Regions from separate parts of the Mus musculus genome. Here region 2 is linked to region 1. A link is a contact called in public promoter capture Hi-C data. All regions are on one chromosome and are shown on one strand. The core of a region is the stretch at or near the end of the contact, and the rest is flanking DNA. Distances in the headings are between cores, read along the strand shown. Region 1 overlaps Mybpc1 (myosin binding protein C, slow-type). Region 2 holds the start of Spic (Spi-C transcription factor (Spi-1/PU.1 related)).

Region 1 (7,366 bases), core at 1,666-4,165:
GTTGATGAGTTGGTCATTTCTGAGTCCCATTGAACATCAGAGAAAAGCCGTTTGATCCTGGTTTGTTTCGGTTGTGAAAATCAGCTGATTTATCTAGATGTTCCAAAGAGGCTTGCCAGGCTTCGAGTCCTATGTGAGTCCTATGTGAACTAGTTCAGGTTGCACTAGCAACCGTGAAGACTTCATGACTCTTGAGTACATACTCCCAGAGCTATACTGATTTTAGATACCCGACATGTCAACCACTCAATCGACATCATGCAGCGGCTTACTGAATTGAAAACCCACTTATTGGCGTGATATTGACCCACGTTCTGCACTTTGTAGAGACAGTACAATTTTGGAAAGGAAATGGTCGTTAACATGTATTTCTCTGATTCCCTGTGGCTGAAGTCATCATGGCGGGTCATCTCTTTCAGGCTAAGGAGTAATAGCCTCCCACGGAGAAAAGTCTTCTTGGAAACTGATGGGCACTTTTACCTTATATATGTTTGCATCATCATTTTTTTTGCGTGAAGATTTATTTGAGTAATGAAGAATATGGTTTAAATTTCACAATGATTGTTTTCTGATTACAATAAGAATCTTTTCTTTCCTGAACACAGGTCAAAGCTTGTTAATTGTGTATTTGTTTCCTACACATTAGCAACATCTTCCTTTCTTTCAGTACACTGGCTTCCCTTCAGATAACTTGAACTTGCTCTCTTGTAAATGAACCCACAGTGTTAGCACATTGCACTTCGTCCTGACCTTCAGGAGTGCCCACGGACAGTACCACGGATGTTAATCCTGGCTACCTGGCCATAGTTCAAGGCTATTTTCTTACAGAATGCAGACAGTGCAAACTCCTGGAAATCTTTCCATGATATGTGTTCAAGGCGATTTGAACATCCTGGCTGAAGTTACTGTAACATTATTCTCAACAAGACCAACGGAGTATACCTCTGCTTCCTAATTTGGAAAGGTGCTTGGACCAACCTGTAAGGCTGAACCAACAGAGCAGATGACGTAATGCCAGATGGGCAAGCTGTCATGGTTTAAACAAAGCCTGGGCTTGAGCTTCAATCTGCAAAGCTCATCCTACTCTATTTGTATGCTTAAATACATTTTCTATAAACTAAAAGCAACCAGTCGCCAGACACTCCCTTACAGAAAACGAGTGTAATAAAAGAATAAGTCCAGATGATGGAATCTCTTCATTTTGTAGCACTTTTTCCTTCTTCTTATGTTTATAGAAGTTGAAGGTATGACTACCTACAGTCATATGCCCAGGTTCATAAACTGCCTGCTTTGTTTTTATTTTTGTTTTTGTTTTTAAAGAGTTACTCGTCATACTTGGCAAGCAAGTTGGTTTCCTATAAAAAGTAGTACCCATGCTTAAATAAGAAAGCCAAGGTAATCGCTTGATTTTATTCTCCATCTTCTTTGACTACCGCCCATTTGCATCCAGGACAAGGGAGATTTCAAAGAAAATACTGAGCAATAAGAAAGGAACAGCTTGTAGGCTAAGTAGAATTGCCAGCAGCACACCTCCCTCCAATGTTACCTAGCACGTCTTCTTCTGCTTGCTCCATCCTACTCTTGGTCTTTAAAAATTTTTTTTTAAACTATCCAACTAAGGTTTCAGTCCTTTGACAACTCGCCCCTGACCATCTGGCTCATTTCCACCCTTCTGTCTCCCTCCTGATTTTTCTTGGACCCATTGCCTCCGCCATTTACGGCTGTCTCTAGTTAGTCATGTATTAATGTTTGACCCCTTTCCCTAACCAGCTGCTTGCTTTTCCATGGTCAGGCACGGTGTCTTAACACCTCTTTGGTCTCCTCATCTCCATTCCCAGTGGCATCTGTCACAGAGGCTCACATGACAACCTCCCAATAAGTACTTGCAGAGTGAATCAACAGTTGAATTTCCATACTGGCTCACCCACTGACCATACCAACACTGTCGATTTAGATAAAGTTTTATTCCTATTTCTCACTTTCTGGGCAAGCTGCATACATACAGTTGGTGAGGGTAATATAGAACAACTTGCTTGAAACTTCCAAAAATGGAAATTAGTTCTGAACTTACCCTGCTATCTTTTATTACTATGTCCTCTCATCCTCTGAACAGTTAAAATATATTTGATAAATAAGTTCTAAGTCTATCCCTTTTAACAATATTTTGCTGCCCTAGAGAGATGGTTCAGTGAGTAATATTGGCCTTCTAAGGGGACCCAGGTTATCTGTAATCGTAGTCCTAGGGCTATAACAACTTCTTCTGGCCTCTACAGGCACAGCTTACACAAGGTTCAGGCATACCCTCCATACAGATAACACTGAAAACAAAGGAAAAAATGTTAAAAGATTAATTTTGACTGAATTATTCTGGGACAACTTCAAATTTTTCTGAGAAAAAAAAATACTTTTTTTTGTAGCCAAGGAGAGTTGCTTGGTTTTCATATTAACCTTATAATTGGGGTGTTAGCTATATCTGCCAACTTCTTCAAACATATTAGGAGATTCTGAATTAGTCACAGTGGTGCACACCTATAAACCTAGCACTTGAGGCGTTGAAGTAGGAAACCTGGGTTCCAGGCCAGCCAGGGCTAAGAAGTAAGACCCTATCTCCAAAAATAATGTTTTAAATATCCTATTAGTTCAGTTTGTGTGTGTGTGTTTGTGTGTGTATGTAACACACATAGACACACATATAAAACAGAAAGCTTGGTTAAAATAATTACTGTTCCTTTTGGTTTCTTTCCAGAAAAATGCTTGCCTTTTGTCGTTGCTATAAAGAAAATAAAAATGTATTTACCTTTCCCAGGAATTAACATTAAGCTGTCAAAAAATAAATCTCTCGAATAACTTAAGCAGAAGTCTCTCCTCCTGGCACGATTGTGACTGGCACATGACTGGCACATGAGGAAATGAGTCAGCAGATATTCCGAGTTGCTCTCCTGACAGATGCAATGTCTTTAAGGAACCATTAACTCATTTTCTTCATTTAGGTTCCTTTATGCCTACAATAACAACACCCTGGTGCTTTTTACTCACTTGTTTAAATGTATTTAAGCAATTTACCTTTAGATATTGTTTTAGTATCTGTTTAATTGCTGTAAAGAGACACCATGACTGAAGAGACACAGCAACCCTTATAAAGAAAACCATTTAATTAGGGCTGGCTTACAGTTTCAGAGGTTTAGTCTATTATCATCACGGCAGGGAAACTTGGCATCTCGCAAGCAGACACAGTGCTGGAGGAGCTGAGAGTTCTACATCTTGATCCGCAGGCAGCTGAAGGAGACTGTGTACCACACTGGGGATAGCTTGAACATATGAGACTTCAAAGTCCACCCCCACACTGACATGCTTCCTCCAGCAAGGCCACACCTACTCCAGCAAGGCCATGCCTCCTAATAATGCCACTCCCTGTGGACCAAGCATTCCTATTCAAACTACCATAGGCATCTAATATCATAGTTTCACGGTAATGGACTTTGTTAAGAAACTAGCATCATTGTATTTTTTCCAATTCTAAAACAACTATTAGAAAATATAACATTGACCTAATAGGTTTGGAGGGGGAAAAACTTATTAAATATACATATTTGTGATAAGATGAATACTGATTTGTTTTGTAAGCATCAAAATGTAAAGGCATATGATGTTTTAAACAGTATAAGTTAATCAAATGACTCAAAATATCATGAATTAATGTTAGCTGGTATTGCTGTCTTCCAATATTTTATTGTTGCTGTTGTGATTCTGGACATGATTGCCGTACTTGAAACATTCCTGAATTTGCCTAAGTCAGACAAGCTATATCATATGTAGTTGATGTCTGTTATGAACCTTGTATATTTTATATGCTTTCCATCTTCATTCTAAAGCCTCAATCTTTCTTGGAGGTTTACGTTGCCTGTGACTTTTTACATTAACAGGCAATTGACAACCAATGACAGGAAGCCCAGCACAGTGGCACTCACCTTCAAACTCTGCACTTGGGAGGCAAAAGCAAGGTGGATCACTTTGAGTTCAAGGACAGCCTGGTAGAAATAATTGTATGCCCAACAAAGCCTGAAACTATGCCTTCCAGGCTCTGGGATGGCTGTGATTAACAGCAGGATTACACACAACCCGGAGGACTCATGGGCACCTCACTGAGACCCTAGGTTGTGAGGGTGGCTGAATCCTCTCTCTCCTCTGACCTCTTCCTGGGAGACTTCAGTTGGCTAGCCAGCATTGTCATGACTCTACAGCTGCTATTTTCCCATGGTAAAAAAAAAAGGTCTGCTTTGTTAAATTGCCCTTCTGTGCAGCTAGGGGACACAGCCTGCTGCCTTTAATGGTAGATAAAATAAAAGTTAAAGTTTTCTTTTTTTTACCCAATTCAGTTAAACTCAATCAGGCCAGCATTTGAGAGTTTAAGGTCAGATTTTCAGCATCCAAGGTCCATCATAGAGATGAGAACTAGTAAGCCTAGCTCTCAGGAGGCCAAAGGAGGAAGATTTCCAGCTAAAGGCTCGTGAGTTCCAGGTCAGCTCTCTATACTTATGGTTCAGAGGTAGCTATCAATGTGCAGTCTTTGGAATGCTAATGAGTATTCCAAGGGAAGAGAATTCCAAAGGGAAATGAGTTTAAGAGGTGCATTGTCTCGTGTCCACTCCTGGTGCGCCTGGACTCACTGAGGGCTTCCACATGTGTGCCAGTGAACAAGCAAAAAACCAACACAATAAAATATAAATGCCCAGTCCAGCATTTTCCAACCCTCTCCGATCACTAAAGTCTTCCACTGAGCAAGACCAAGTTTTATACCCAGGTGAATCTGCTCCCGAGTTTTGAAGTAACAAACACCAGGGTGTCTCTATGACTATGTTGTAATATTTTGTTTAAAGAAATGGTAAGATTTATCCTTGGTTGAAAGTAATGTAGAGCCACTAAAATAGTATTTGTGGTAAATATTTAAGTAGATCACACAAAATCCTACCTTCTCAGTAATTTTTAAACTGCTTGTAGTAAACATTGTGGGTACGTGGATCTTCCGTATACTGTGTATGAGGTCAACTAAGGTCCTCTGAGGCCCTATTTTGAAAAGTGACAATGTATATTATTTATTCAAACCCTAGCCTGCATGCTTTGGGGAGGAAGGGTCAAAGCTTCCAATACTACCAGCTGCCTCTTTAAGCATGCAAAGTATGCATGTTGCTATATAGGTATGTCGGAAAGGGGCACACTTCAGTGTGCCTCTGAGCATTTAAGTACTACACAACATATCTGGGGATTTATAAATTTGCATGAGTAATTTTTGAATCACGTAGTGCTGGAAGGACCAATACCATCTTAGGGAAATGGCTGTGAAGTTATGAAGATGATGATCACTAAACTTAATAAAACTGATTAATTTATATCCATCAACTTGAATTTCGGTTTCTTACATACAGACAGGAAACTCTGGGGTTCACTGGGTGGAAACAGTTCTCAAATAGTCCCTAAAAGCTTGCATGTCAGGGTCTAAATGAATATGATATATGAATAACATCTGCCATTGATTTCATCTATGAAATAAAAAAAAAAACTTGGAAACCCCCTCCATTATTTTCCCACTAACTTACAGTCACAAAAACTCTGGCATAGTTCCATTTAAAAAAAAATCTATGTTTTCATTTGAATTATCTAGCTCTCACACCATTTTTGTATTCTCCTTCTGTTTGGTTTGGGTTTTGCCCACACTCTCAAAGGTTACCAGCAGGTGCGAAGTCTCCCATGGTTCACTCAGCGATTGAAAATGCTCTGTGTAGTCTCTCTCTTCTTTTCCAGACTCTTCTTCCCCAGGTTACGTGGATGAAGTTCTTCTCTCCTTGACTTTTTCCTCCTGTTTCTTGTTTCAGAGGAAGATGAGGCTTCTCCGCCGAGTGCCCTACCTCCAGGTTAGGATGACTCCCCGGCCCAACTTTGAACTCATTAATTCATTGACCTATGGTAGCAGCAAAGACTTGGGGGAGCAAGAGGGGAGACATTGGCTTTAATGATGATTTCCATGTCAATCTCCCGAAAGGGAAGATTTTCTAGCCAGGTGTGGTGGTGCATACCCATGAGCCCAATACTGGGGAGACCAAGGCAGGAGGATCTCAAGGCCAGACCAGCATGGGCTACAGAGTGAGTTCAAGACCAGCCTGAGTCACATCATGGTGACACTGTCAAGAGAGAGAGAGAGAGAGAGAAAGAGAGAGAGAGAGAAAGGAAGGAAGGAAGGAAGGAAGGAAGGAAGGAAGGAAGGAAGGAAAGAAAGAAGGAAAGAAGGAAAGAAGGAAAGAAGGAAAGAAGGAAATTTTGGATATGATCATTTTAGGGATGAAAATGTTTATCATTCATTTTCATCTATATACACCCCTTATTTATATTTTTTAAATTGCATTATTGTCTTAAAGATGGCAGATTCTTAACAGAGTCTTTCACAGTTGGGATTCCACTCAAGCCAACTTGTAGTTTCCTTCCTCTATAACACAAAGAGATAGGGTGTAGGGGTGCCCCCAGAAGGTTGCAGCCACCCCCTTCCCTCCTTCCTCCCCTCTCCTGCATCTTCCAAATCATGTTTTCCTTCCAGGTTTGGGTAGTCGGGCCCTGGAGAGAAAAGATTCAGGTGAGCAAGCACGACTCGACAAGGCACCCGGACCCCGAGCTTACACAAGCACTAATGACTCTTTTCTGGGGCTGTGTTGATTCTAATCCCTGTTTTATTCAGTTTGTAGCGCTTACAGCAACCTTTCTTTACATTTCCCCGGGTAAGAAAACTAATGTGTTGAGAGACAATTAACTTTGCATGATACAAGGCACAACATTCAAGAATCCAGCCACGTATACCACAGACGAATTTGATACATCATAATGTCATTTTTAACATTCAGCAAATAGCCAGAGGTCAGTCTTCCACTACTGAGATGTGGGAAGTTATAATCTACATCTGTGTATAATTGTAAGTATAACCATTATAAACATTTTCAAACACGTGTTATGGGCTGTAGCTATGATTCTAAAGTCATTTGATCATTCATTCATTTAATAATCCGGTCCCATCACTGGCTGCTGAAGAACCCGTCAGTGGCACGGGCACTGCACATATAGAAGTGACACACCAAGAAAGCTTCTTGTCTTCATATCCCTCACACATATCCTTACACAGATGAGCACCACTCACTACTAGTAATAGCATCACAGACACAGCGCACTTTAACCTTAGCTCGGGAATTAAGAATGCATAATCAAGTGACTACCTGGCTTAACCTCATCGTGGGTAAGAAAATTCTTAGTGCTGAGCATGACTGACACAGGAAAACTAAAACAATTAAATGTGCACTTCCCTTCTTATTATGAACCATGAACAAGT
Region 2 (7,366 bases), core at 3,273-5,772, 100 kb before region 1:
CCTGCCTCCTTATCCTCTACCAACTTTGTTTCTTATTCACCTTTCCTTCCCACCCCCGACCCATTCTCTAGCCTTTGTTCTGTACCTTGAGTATGCTAGATCTCCATCCTGCTCACTGTCCCTTCCCCACTTTGCACCCCTCTCTCTGTGTTTTGCAAGACAGGGTCTTGCAATGTTACCCAGACAAGCCTGAAACTCATTATGTAGCTCAGACTAGCCTCGAAGACAAAGGCAAGCTATTCCTCAGTTGCACAAATTGTGGGGATGAGAGTTGTGAGGCTTCATGTGCAGAGAATCTTAGCTTTGAAGATTAAACTGCTTTGAATTTGAAGTCAGTTGTTCTGTTATCCAAACATGGGATTATAGGCATGTGCACCAGGTCCGAAGGCTACAATATGTTGTTTATTTGAAATTCACTCCCTAGACCAGGATAGCCTCCAACTCACAGGAAAATCTTCCTGTAATCCTTTAATCCTGGGATCAAATGCATGTGCTACCAAGCCCACTTTTTAAAATACCTTATTTATTCTCCCGATTAGAGAATATTTATTCTTTCCTAATTAGAATTCATCCTGAGATTTGGCTCTTAGACCCAAGACAATGCCTACAGAGTAAAGATCTCCAAAATATATATTTATATTGATAAATGGAAAAATAAAAACTGTATGTCAGCCAGGCAGTGGTGGTGCATGCCTTTAATCCTAGCACTTGGGAGGCAGAGCCAGGTGGATTTCTGAGTTCGAGGCCAGTCTGATCTACAGAGTAAGTTCCAGGACAGCCAGGACTATACAGAGAAACCCTGTCTCAAAAAAAAAAAAGTCTTTATATAACTAATTATTTTTAATTGAAATTAGTTTTTGTTTTCATACAATATATTCTGATTACAGGTTCTCCTCTCCCCAAAGATTCTCCCCACTTCGAAAATCTACACCCTTTCATTAGAAAGCAGGCACCTGAAAAAAAAAAAAAAAGAAAACAAAGGAAAAGCATAAGAATATATATAACCTAGAGACACGCATTCACACACAGAGAGACCTCATAAAGAAACAAGATCAGAAACCATAATGTAATAAAATAAAAGCCTAGACCAAACATTATGAGACTTGAAAAGAAAAAAGAGGGGCTGGTGAGATGGCTCAGTGGGTAAGAGCGCCCGACTGCTTCTCCGGTCTGTCCTCAACGTCTATGCTAGTTTAGTTATGTATTTTCCCTTTTATTTATTTTTTGTTTGTTTGTTTGTTTGTTTGTTTGAGGCTATCACTAAAGCAATTCTCTGTGTCAGCCTCCAGAGTGCTGGGAATCACTCTGAGTGTATCACCACACTCTGTTGAAGCCCTAGTGCTCTTACATTAATTTAAAATGCTGCCGGATGGGAGGAGTCACCAGGGACCATGAAGGACAGAAGCAAGGGAGCTGAGCAGAGGTCCTAGAGTGTTGAACTCAGGTCATCAGGCTTGGAGGCAAGCGTTCTACTGGCTAAGCCATCTCACAAGTGGATACAGTTTAAACAAAACAAAAGGAAATGAGAAGGCCAGAGGAGCAAGAGAGGAAACTGTGTTCCCATCAGTTGTTTTTACTGCAGGGATCACTGGTCATGTCTTTGTCTTCTCAAGTAGATTTTCTGGCTACAATTTGTGTCTTCTATTTCTCCAGCCATGGAGTCTGTGCTTCAGAAGAGATGTTCCTACAGGGAAGTCCACTGTCCTAGTCTCAAATCTGTATTAAAATTTTTAGATGGGGCTGGAGAGCTGGCCCAGTGGTTAAGAGCACCGACTGTTCTTCCAGAGGTCCTGAGTTCAATTCCCAACAACCACATGGTGGCTCACAACTAGGTGGGCAGTGGTTGTGCACACCTTTAATCCCAGCACTTGGGAGGCAGAGGCAGGCAGATTTCTGAGTTCGAGGCCAGCCTGGTCTATAGAGTGAGTTCCAGGACAGCCAGGATTACACAGAGAAACCCCACCTCGAAAAAACCAAAACAATCAACAACAACAACAAAAAAAACAAAACCAAAAAGAAAAAAACCCTTTTACATGAGGGTTTCAAATGTCCACCATCTGATGGTGGCCAAGGTTGGGAGGAATCAGAAGAGGCAATAATGAGAAGAGAAAGTACAGGCCAAGGCTACACAGAGAAACCCTTTCTCGAAAAACAAAACAAAACAAAACAAAAAAACAAAAACAAAAAAACAAACCAAAAAACAAAAAACTGTATGTCTCCAACATGGGGGAAGACTTGGTGGGGCTTGGGATCCAATAAAAATAAACCAACGTGAGAGATTCGGGTTCTACTTTGTTACTTTAAAGTCTACATTTGATAAGAGGAGCTGTTCACTGTATTTGCATGACAGACAGTCTCAGGCAGGAAACTTGTTCCATCTCAAAGGTGAGCACACGCCCTTCTTGACCTTCCCACCCACAAGATTTACTGATTCTTTTGTTTACTTGCTTGTTTGGATGTCCCCCGGCCAAATGGGAAAGTGCTTAAAAGTAGGTCCAAGTCAAGTCTGTGTCAGTCAAACCAGAGGATGCCAGAGGAGTTTGTCCCCATCTTGCACTGGCGGACACAGTGTTGGACAGGTAAGTGAACTGGATGCATGGGAAGGGTGTGTACCTAACCTTAGAGCTAAGTAAGCTTTGCTGCTCTTCATCCATGCCTGCAGTATCTGAGAAACATCAGCTATCCAGAGAGTGGATCATTTAGGTGCCCTTCTGTGTAAAGCAATCTCAATGCCAAGGAAAGAGAATAGTCTAGATTTCTAGGTCTTTCTCCTTCTCCTTTTCTTGCTTCTCTTATCCTCCCCCCATCTCTCTCTCTATCACACACACAGACACACACTTTGTGTGTTTAGACCAGGAGATGCAGGGTGGGCTGGGCATCGCCATGTAGCTGTACAGATGGCAGATGGTTGTGATGGGCACACTGTGGCTGATGTCACACTGTGACTGATGGCATACTGGATGATGGCACACTGTGGATGATGGCGCACTGTGACTGATGGCACACTGGATGATGGCACACTGTGGGTGATGGCACACTGTGGATGATGGCACAGTGGATGATGGCACAGTGGATGATGGCACACTGTGGATGATGGCACAGTGGATGATGGCACACTGTGGATGATGGCACAGTGGATGATGGCACACTGTGGATGATGGCACACTGTGGATGATGGCACACTGGATGATGGCACACTGTGAATGATGGCACACTAGATGATGGCACACTGTGGATGATGGCACACTGTGGATGATGGCACACTGTGGATGATGGCACACTGCGGATGATGGCACACTGTGGATGATGGCACACTGTGGATGATGGCACACTGTGGATGATGGCACACTGGATGATGGCACACTGTGAATGATGGCACACTAGATGATGGCACACTGTGGATGATGGCACACTGCGGATGATGGCACACTGTGGATGATGGCACACTGTGTAGCTGATGAGCACACTATAGCTGAAGAGCTCACTGTAGCTGATGGTTGTGAGCCATCATATGGTTGATGGGAATTGAGCTCCAGCCCTGCTTGCTCCAGCCCAAAGATTTATTTATTATATGTAAATGCACTGTAGCTGTCACCAGAAAAGGATGTCAGATCTCATTATGGATGGTTGTGAGCCACCTTGTAGTTTGCTGGGACTTGAACTCAGGACCTTCGGTAGAGCAGTCAGTGCTCTTAACGGCTGGGCCATCTCTCCAGTCTGCAGCCAGTGTTCTTAACTTCTGAGTCATCTCCCCTTTTCTTTTCCTTTCTTTTCTTGAGTTGTAGCCCTTTCCTTCTTGTGATGTGATGTAGCCCAGGCTGTTCTTAAACGTACAGTGGTCCTCCCGCCTCTCCTGAGTAGTACGTAAGCCTGATACTGAGTGTGATACTACAATTAGTCTTTTGAAGGAGTCAGTTCTCTCTTCCACTCTGTAAGTTTGGGAGCTGAACGTAGCTCATCAGGTTTGAACGTAAGAGTCTTGACTTTGTCTCAGGTCTCCTTTAAACTCCCTCTTGAGTCAACTGTGAGAACTAAGCTTTAGGTTGGTCACACCAAATGCTGTCATGTGGGGGCTGGGGCTCTAAGTCTCAAAGGAAGGGTTACAATCAAGTGCTGGTTTATTGTGGGGAGCCTGATCTAAAGGGCTCGTAGGCAGGCTGTTGAGAAGAAGTCCATAGTCTAGAGTGTGAAGTCCAAAACTGGGAGAGATGATATAAGTGAGAAAAGAGGGGTGGCTAAGGTCAGAGGTTTCTGGATGGAGTTAGCAGCTCAGAGGAGTGAGTGGAGTGTTGGGGGGGGGGGGAGAATGTTGTGGGGACTGGGTGCTGAGCCTTGAGTTTGATTCTAATGCCCCAGAGAATGCTAACTATTACATGTCCTTTCAAAATAATAGCCCCTGGTGTCTTACTTGGTCACATCAAGAAGTAGAATTATGCAGGCACTGTGCCTTTTAAAAAAAATCCCCTTTGCAGCACTTCCTTAAAAAATAGCTATTTAATGCGACTCTGCCAGGGTGTTGTTGATAGCGTCCTTGACATTTCAGTACAGATATCGCCACTTGGTTTTCCTGGTAAGTGTTCAGTTTATGTCTTCCCTGAACCTTTGTATTAAGTGTTCCATTTTCTCCTTGGGATGAATGTTTCTTGGGCTATTGTTTTACTGTCTGTTCCGCTGCGAGAAATAGTAAGCCATTGATAAGCTAAAGCTGAATCATCAGTTGAAATACTGCTTGGAATGGAAAGGCAGGCTTGAGGCTGTAGAGGCTGTGGGTCTTTATAACACAAACTCTAATTAAACTGATTAAGCTCCTTTATTTACAGTTCATAGAAACCTTGTTTTCGGGAGCTAGTAAAAAGAGTTTGCTTCTATTCTCATACTCTAGGCGCTGTTAAAGAGTGAGTTCAAAATACAATAACCTTCAGCACTACAGGGTGAGGTCATAGTTTAAAAGTCATGAATGGCTTTTTAAAAAATACCTAACACTGATAGTATTCATTTGATGGGTGGGCTAGCGCACGACGACAATCTCAGCATTTGGGAGGCTGATACAAGAAGATTGGCAAGTTTAAGACCAGTTTGGACTACAGAATGAGTGTGTGATCTTAGACCAGGCTACACTGTCATTGTGTGAAAAGAGTAAAGAGATCACCCCCCACCCCACCCCCAAAAAAAGAACATAGCCTAAACTATAATTTATACATTTTCTTTTCTTTTTTTCTTTCTTTTTTTTTTTTTTTTTTCGAGACAGGGTTTCTCTCTATAGCCCTGGCTGTCCTGGAACTCACTCTGTAGATCAGGCTGGCCTCGAACTCAGAAATCCGCCTGCCTCTGCCTTCCAAGTGCTGGGATTAAAGGTGTGCGCCACCAACGCCTGGCTTCTTATGTTTTCTTTTAAGTGATCTAGTGCAAAGATGATGTATTGTCATCTCACTGTATTAATCAGTATTAAATGTTGAATATTAAGTAATACTAAAGAGTATCAGCTAGGATTACAGGGTAAGAACTTGAGCCTATGTTTAATGATGAAGTAATCTGTGTTAAAGTCCCACACTTTCTTATGTGGCTTTTCTTTGTTACACCATTCAGCAAGTCACATGAGGATGGAGAACTTAAGGTCATCTCTGACAACCGGTGTCTTAGAGAAAATACAAATCTCAAGAAGGGATAATAATAGCGTGAATCTTTCTTCCTTGAGAAAAAAAGAAAAAGTCACACACAGCCTCTAACTCACAGAAACCCAGTGTTTACTGGAACTCTACACCACCATGCCCCGTGTATAAAATAAGTCGTTGGAATTCTTAAATATGTTCCAGTTATTTCTGTGTCATCAATTACGCAGCGACAGTGATTAACATCAGCTGTCTTCACATTTAAGAAGTTAGAGGAGCCGAGTCAATGGCTCTGCAGGCAAATGTGCTTCTGCTGTGAACTTGAAGACCAGAGTTTAAATTTCCAGAACTCCCACTAGTTAGGTTTTTGCTGCCTGAGTACAAAGTCATCTGGGAAGAAGAAACTTAATTGAGGAAATGTCTCAATTAAGCTGGCTTATGGGTCAGCCTGTAGATCTTTTTATTAATTAATGATTTTATGTGAGAGGGGCTTTGACCACTGCAGGTGATGCTACCCCCCTCGGCAGGTGGTCCTGAGTTAGGTAAGAAAGCGAGCAAGCTGAACAAGTACATCCTCTGTGGTGTATGTCCTGACAACCCTGGATGATGTCAAAGGAAGGTTAGATGAAATAAAGCCTTGTCTCTCAAGTTGCTTTGGTCAGGGTGTTTTATCCTAGTACCAGAGACCAAACGAGTATAGTTTGTCAGGGTGTGGTAGCCTCCTGTAACCTCGAGACATGAGACAGGCGGCACCAGCTGGTTAACTAGACCCAATCAGCAAGCTCTGGGGCACATGAGAGATCCTGCTTCCTTATGTAAGGAAGAGAGTGGCGGAGGAAGACACTGGGCATCAACTTCTGCTCTCTATACATAAGCATGCAAGAGCAGCTTCATGTGCATGCCTGCTCTCTCTCTCTCTCTCTCTCTCCCTCTCTCTCTCTCTCTCTCACACACACACACACACACACACACACACACACACACACACACACACAGTGATAGAAAAGTGAAATATTCAGATTGTGGCATCTTGCATTCATAACATTTTCAAAAAAACAAAAACAAAAACAAAAACAAAAAAAAAAAACCCAAAAACCAAACTAAACCAAAACATTTCCTGGGCCAGGTGTTCATTTAGAATCAAATTAAAAACTACTTTTCTTTTAAGGCCATATCAGTAATCCCAGCACCCAAGAGGCTGAGGCAGGAGAATTGGAGGTCATTCTAGGTTACAGGCTGAGACCTTGTCTCGCAAAACAAAAACAAAAATAAAAACAAAAACAAAGCAAAAGGCAAATAATAAATGTTAGCCTATCTGGAACTGTTTTATTTAATTGGTCTTTCTCTCCTGCCTTCCCCAGAACGTGTATTGAACTCAGAGCCTGCTGCAAGCCAGTGTGCACGCGCTTACTCGCTGACATTTCCGCAACCCAAGACTCTTCAATTCATGAATAATGGTCAGTCGGCATTTTTTTAAAAAAATTCTTAATTTTTGAAACTAATGACTTTTCTTTTTGAGACAGGGTAAATGTATCACATGTTGACCCTGTACTTGCCCTGTTACCAGGACCGAACTTGACCGAACACAGATCATTCTGCCTCCACTTGGCTTACAAGACACAAGCTATCAGGCTCCTGTTTATGCAGTGCTGGGGGGATTGAACCCATAATTGTTAATTATGCCATATAAAAGTTCATACTATATAAAATTAATATGATTTCTATAGACTAAAAGATCAATACTTAAAAAACCAAAC

The links. Promoter capture Hi-C pulls out the DNA fragments that hold promoters and counts their contacts.
Region 2: a promoter capture Hi-C map of macrophages shows a contact between it and region 1, with 5 read pairs. The contact joins the promoter of Spic here to the enhancer-like site in region 1. A contact is called at or near these places in 13 of 39 promoter capture datasets (the 3T3-L1 cell line, 3T3-L1-derived adipocytes, the HPC-7 cell line and 8 more), 2 of 484 Hi-C or Micro-C datasets (B cells and cerebellum), 4 of 115 datasets of contacts at active chromatin or transcription factors (CD8 T cells, bone marrow-derived macrophages and embryonic stem cells) and 3 of 9 other capture datasets (adipose tissue, liver and pancreatic islet).

Annotation. Positions count from the first base shown.
Region 1 is chr10:88,574,385-88,581,750 of GRCm38.p6, reverse strand. All of the region lies in intron 3 of Mybpc1 (myosin binding protein C, slow-type), which reads left to right. Among named protein-coding and RNA genes, the nearest start is that of Mybpc1, 27 kb to the left of the region's middle. Within about 2 kb of position 2,915, at least 16 of the 459 cell types and tissues checked have an H3K27ac peak or open chromatin away from gene starts, as enhancers often do. A contact at or near this core is called in the HPC-7 cell line, bone marrow-derived macrophages and macrophages, where this site is marked.
Region 2 is chr10:88,680,179-88,687,544 of GRCm38.p6, reverse strand. It overlaps Spic (Spi-C transcription factor (Spi-1/PU.1 related)), which reads left to right and starts at 4,522. Exons shown (of 6, transcript NM_011461.3): 1 at 4,522-4,570; 2 at 6,971-7,066. The coding sequence starts at 7,064.